Linked DNA regions of Hordeum vulgare: region 1 is linked to region 2. A link is a contact called in public Hi-C data. All regions are on one chromosome and are shown on one strand. The core of a region is the stretch at or near the end of the contact, and the rest is flanking DNA. Distances in the headings are between cores, read along the strand shown. Region 1 holds the start of LOC123428348 (pyruvate kinase, cytosolic isozyme-like). Region 2 has its middle 16 kb from the start of LOC123428346.

What was found. Hi-C and Micro-C count contacts between places; a contact is called where the count stands out from the background.
Region 1: a contact with region 2 is called in a Hi-C map of leaf, with 3 times the contacts expected there. The contact joins the promoter of LOC123428348 here to the enhancer-like site in region 2. A contact is called at or near these places in 2 of 6 Hi-C or Micro-C datasets (leaf and seedling) and 1 of 1 datasets of contacts at active chromatin or transcription factors (embryo).

What each region holds. Positions count from the first base shown.
Region 1 is chr2H:646,405,028-646,407,727 of MorexV3_pseudomolecules_assembly, reverse strand. It overlaps LOC123428348 (pyruvate kinase, cytosolic isozyme-like), which reads left to right and starts at 1,429. Exons shown (of 3, transcript XM_045112548.1): 1 at 1,429-1,953. The coding sequence starts at 1,684.
Region 2 is chr2H:646,369,253-646,371,952 of MorexV3_pseudomolecules_assembly, reverse strand. No RefSeq gene overlaps it. Among protein-coding and RNA genes, the nearest start is that of LOC123428346, 16 kb to the right of the region's middle. Within about 2 kb of position 1,447, at least 3 of the 3 cell types and tissues checked have open chromatin away from gene starts, as enhancers often do. A contact at or near this core is called in leaf and seedling, where this site is marked.

The sequences.
Region 1 (2,700 bases), core at 180-2,679, 36 kb before region 2:
CTCCGACCCTCCTCCAGCCACAAACGACTACAATTGCGCCGACGACCTGAAGGGCAAAGAGCCGGGGAGGAAGTGGTGATCTGCCCCCACTCTCCCTCTTACGCAATGTTTATATATATTTTTTAGTAATAGTAATTTAAGGTCAAAGGGCCAGCTAAAATTATTTCCATGACGAACAAGTGGGGCATGCCATTCCGACGTCGGACGACAAATGATGATGTCAACTACGGGTGTTTTGACGTCGGCTTAGACGATGGAAGAAGGGGTTCAAAGGGGTAGGGTTCTAGATCGAAGGCCGGAGAGGGGTTTTAGGAGTGGGTACGACGTGTCGGACTCCCCAGTTCAAGGGCGATTTGCGCAATCTCGAATGTTTGGACCGGTCCGGACGAATTTAATGGGCCGTCGTGAATACCTGAAAATGCCCGAACCATCTTATCCCCCAAACATATAGCCGGCCTTGCACGACGCTACTATCGTTGATTCACTATCATTGTGGTCCCTTAGACGGCCGATCCTTGCAATATGTGCGGGTAGGCGTCGATGACTTCTTACGATGTACGACATCATCGATCGCGTAGCGATGGAGTTAATCAAAAGCACACAACACTTACTACCTCACATTGGAAATCTATTTATTCTTCACCTCTTGCTTTCTTCAGTATGGTTTTTAAGTGATAGAGATTTTTTTTGGCAAAGAAAATAAAATTGATAGAGGATTGAGAAAAGTTTCCCTTGGGCGCGCCGGCGGAAGCAACGCGCCGATCGCTCGCTGTACACGCGTCTCGCGCGTATGGTCATGCAACATTTTCCCCTGTGGTGATCGTTTAAATTTGCTATAACCGGTGTCCAAATTTACTACATTTACCACTAAAAAAGCTGCATATAAGTTTGGTTGCAACCTCAGTTCGTGGAATTTTTTGCTACAATCGGTGTTTTTTGCTACAGTCGTGTTAATTTTTGCTACAACCGGTATCATTTTTTGTTGCAACCATTCATTAAAAAAAGTTGCATACACGTTCGTCAGAGTTGCAACCCGAGTTCACCGGATTGTTTTGCTACAACCCTTATTTTGTTTTGCTACCACGCATCATCAGCTTCATTTTTTTGTTACGACCACGTTAATATTTTTTTGCTACAATTATATTTTTGTTACAACCGTAGACGAGATTTATTGCATCGTGAAAGAAATTTGTTGCATAATTTTTTTTTTACTACATGAAGATCTAACGATGCAACACGTGTGCAGCTGATGGATCCGACGGCCGCGCGCGGCCAGCTGAAAGTTTTGACCGGTGCAGGACACCGCCTCTAGAGGATTTCCATCATCAGCAAGTAATAATAGCCAGCCAAGTAGTCCCAACTTCTTCCCCAAGAAGATGAAGAAGAAAAAAAGAAGAAGACACGGAAAACGGCTGACGCTAACGGAGAGGCACTGGTGGCCGAGAGCGTCCGCGTCCACCTCTCCACTCGACTCGGTGCCCAAACCACGTGTCCATCTTCCTCCTCCCTCCGCCTCTTCGCCCACCGAATCGCCCAACCCACCCACAAGAAAATCCCCCCTTCCAATCCTATAAAACTTCCATCCATCCGCCCGCGACCAAATCCAAATCTCATCGCCGTCGCCACACCCACACCCCCGACCCCTCCTCCTCCTCCCCAGACCACACCACACCGCGGGCGGCGATGGCGAACATCGACATGGCGGCGGTGCTGGCGGACCTGGAGCGGGACGCGGCGGCGGACGCGCGGACGCCTCGGACCAAGCTCGTGTGCACGCTCGGCCCGGCCTCCCGCTCCGTGCCCATGCTCGAGAAGCTGCTCCGCGCCGGGATGAACGTCGCGCGCTTCAACTTCTCCCACGGCACCCACGAGTACCACCAGGAGACCCTCGACGCCCTCCGCCAGGCCATGCACAACACCGGCATCCTCTGCGCCGTCATGCTCGACACCAAGGTAACATTCTTCATTCTTTTCTACGCCGGATCGGCCCATTTCGTCGAGTAGCTTCTCTCGGTTTTGGTTCGAGAATGGACTCCGATCTACTCATCTGTCGTCGATCGGAGTTGGATTGGGGTGATCTGGAGGCAACGGCATGGTCGGATTAGGATTTCAGCTTTGGTGGTTTTGACTTATTTTGAGGGGCTACATTTCATGGCACGCACATGTGTGCTTAGATTGGCCCCGGGTGCTCTGCCTTGTCGTACAAGGTCGGATCTAGGATTGGGCTGCTGCGGGTGGTTGGCTGCTGCCCATTTGCGATGCCGGCGAAACGGAATAGATATATCATGGGATGGCATGTAGGGTGACACGCTATGGGGTGGCCTGCGCAGCGGCATCCGTCTCGTGTTGTCGTCGGCCTACGGATCCCGTTATCATCATCAGCGGACGCTGATTGCTCAGTGCTGGAGACGGTTGCGCCGTAAGACCTGGCGGTCTCCGAACCACCTGCTGTATTTATAATACAGTACATCATGTTAGTTAACACAAGTTTTGCATATTGTCAGCATGTTGTTCAGTTACTTTGTTCACTAGTGGTTTTACTGTATGTTTAACTGGCCAGACATTACTTGTAAATATTTTTTAAGGATGGTTTAGTGGCTGCTTTTTCAGATCTTGGTGTTAAGATATCGCTGGCTCTCATGGGAACTTCTGTTCATGCTCTTAAATAGTAGAAGGAAGCGATTGATACACTTATTAGAG
Region 2 (2,700 bases), core at 198-2,697:
TTTTGTGTTTTACCTTTTCACACTAACAAACTAGATATTTACTTTGATTTCGTAGGTTCTTGGAAAATGGAAAAATAGGTTGGCGAGATCACAAAGATATGGAAACCTAGAAATAGATTGCCAACAAATAAAAAGATGCGTTCAGATAGGTCTAATTTGTGTGAATCCGGATCGCACCAAAAGACCTCCAGCAAGAAACATTATCAATATGCTCCAAGGATCAGGAAGTATTGTTTGATGTTGGAAACGATGTAACATCATGGGCAAGCCAGGTATGATCACTTAAAGATTACAAAGATTGACAATGTAGTTGCTCGTTCTTTTGTTTCCCTTTTCAAAAGCAATAATCAGTCACACCCATTGAAAAGTACACATCACATCGTATCCCAGTATTTTGTATCAAGTATCTGATTACATTGTGTTTTTCTCTGATATATATGCAGTGTGTGAGTTGTATCTTCAATGACCCTGACCCGATGCAGATCATTGAATGGACTGGAGAATGGGACCAACATGACTATACTGTGCATGTTTTTTTTACCATGTAAAAGTATGTTACAAGGGGGGAGATGTAAAAAGAAGAACAGAGAAATGGAGACAAAGCTTGAAAGAGTGCGAAATTAGCCTATGCCAGTTTTTGCAGATTATTCATCTCTAGCTTCATTGTATGTCTCCAGTTGAATTTCGTGGGTTGAATGGCCCTGAAAACCTTTCCATTTCGCTGAATCCAAATGCTCCAACAGCCCAGCATGATGACTTCCATGGCTGCTTTAAGATGCAGTTGCTTCAATGCCAGTTGAATATCCTCGAAGGTTGAGGTGCTTCTTTTCCTATGTGAAAGTAATGAATTCCAACATTGTTGTGCAAATTTGCACTCCCATAGCAAGTGATAAATTGTTTCCTCTGCTTTTTGATCGCAATTGGGACAGCAGGGGTCAACAATCTGCATTCCTCTTCTGGTTAATAGTGATCTTGTAGGAATGTTGTTATGAGCTGTATTAACCAGAGGAATTTTTTTATTTAAGTCTGTTGTTGGATCTCCAGATTTGCTTGAAGAAACTATTCCCCTCTTGCTCTCCCAGTAGCTGCTTATAGGCCTTCATTGAAGAAATTTTGCCTAGGTGACCCATGTATTGCCATTTATCTTTTTCTATAACAGACAAGTCTATGATCAAATCAGTCAATTGCAAGAATTGTTCAAGATTTGTGACGGGGGGACCCCGGGGTATCATTCGGGCTGCACCCACTTTTTAAAACAGTGTGGGGCGGACGCTTCCCCCCTAGGACAGTTGCCCCTGGCCGGCTAAGCAGTGCGAGCCGGCACAGAGGACGCCCGCCATCCGGCTCATTGGCGACCCGTCAGCCGGCGGGTCGGCACCTTTCACATCACCCTGTCCGGCGCAGCACGGACGCATCAGCGAGACGTGGCTACAGCGACGCAGGCACCGCTGGTCAACGAGCGTATGACTGTGGCACCGGCGGCCGTACCGCTGACCATAACCGACCGCGATGGGGCGAGGCGGCACAACGATGACACCCCTCCAATCACTTGATTAACTGCTCCCATGTGGCCTATAAACCCCGTGGAGCCACCCCGCGCTGCTGACCACGGTGGGCGGCCACAAGACGCCGCCGCACTATGCAGCCTATGCCACTGAGTGACAAGACTCCTCGGCCGGCGGGTCCACCCCTCCGGCTCCCGATGGGACCCTTCAGCCGGCGGGCCCAACAAGCGACAAGACCCCTCGGTCGGTGGGACCCCTGACCGGCTCGGAGGCTGCTAGCCGGGTCCCCCTACGCCATATATGCATATTGTAAGCTAGGGGGTTGGGCTATAAACCCCCGGAGCCTCCTCATGCAGGGGGTCGGCTAGTTCCACCTAGCATCGCGCACACACACACAGACGCGTAGAGAGGCAAGAAGAGCAAGCAGCTCCTTTCTCCTCTAGCCAACAACTCAAGGAGTGACATTGTAACCCACTCGGTTCATCAACCAGACTAGCATGACTAGGGGTGTTACCTTCCACGAAGGGCCCCGAACCTGGGTACATCGTGTGTCTCGCACCGCTTGTTCCCAATCCTGTTCCCGGAGCCCGTTGGCGTCCTTAGGCCCCATCCACTCTCGATAAGCCACCCCATGGCATCTGTTGTGAGAAAACCCACGACAGTTGACACCCATCATGGGGCCGTCCGTGGCGCCGGTCAGAGTCACGCTCCGGGCGGGACCCTTCGCCAACTCCGTCGGGCGCTTCACGTCCGGTCTGATCAGCACACCCGTGGAGCTCTCCTCCGTGGAAGCTTCCGCGGCACTGAGCCTCGGATCTGCCTGCTTCGCAGGCCTCGGCGCCGTCCTCTCCGACGAGCCGTGATACAACGACGTCCGGCGGGACGCCGACGGCCGGCCTCTGCACGCTCTTTGGTGGGTTGCGTCTCATCGACGCGCCAACTTTCGACGAGTACGCTCGTGAGGTGCTCGACTGCTCCGACCCGCCATCGTTCGCGGGGGCGATCGCCTTGAGGGGCGCCGACGACCTCCGCGTTTTCGCGGAGGTTATGGTCATCGGCTCCTCCATGAGTTCTGGCCGCACCAGGGTGCAGGCGGACGTAGCTGCCGTGGTATCTCGCACCAGGGCCTAGGCGAAGGCGGCCGCCACCGTGGCCCGTCCAGGCACCTCTGACCCTCTCCGCTCCACTCTTCGGG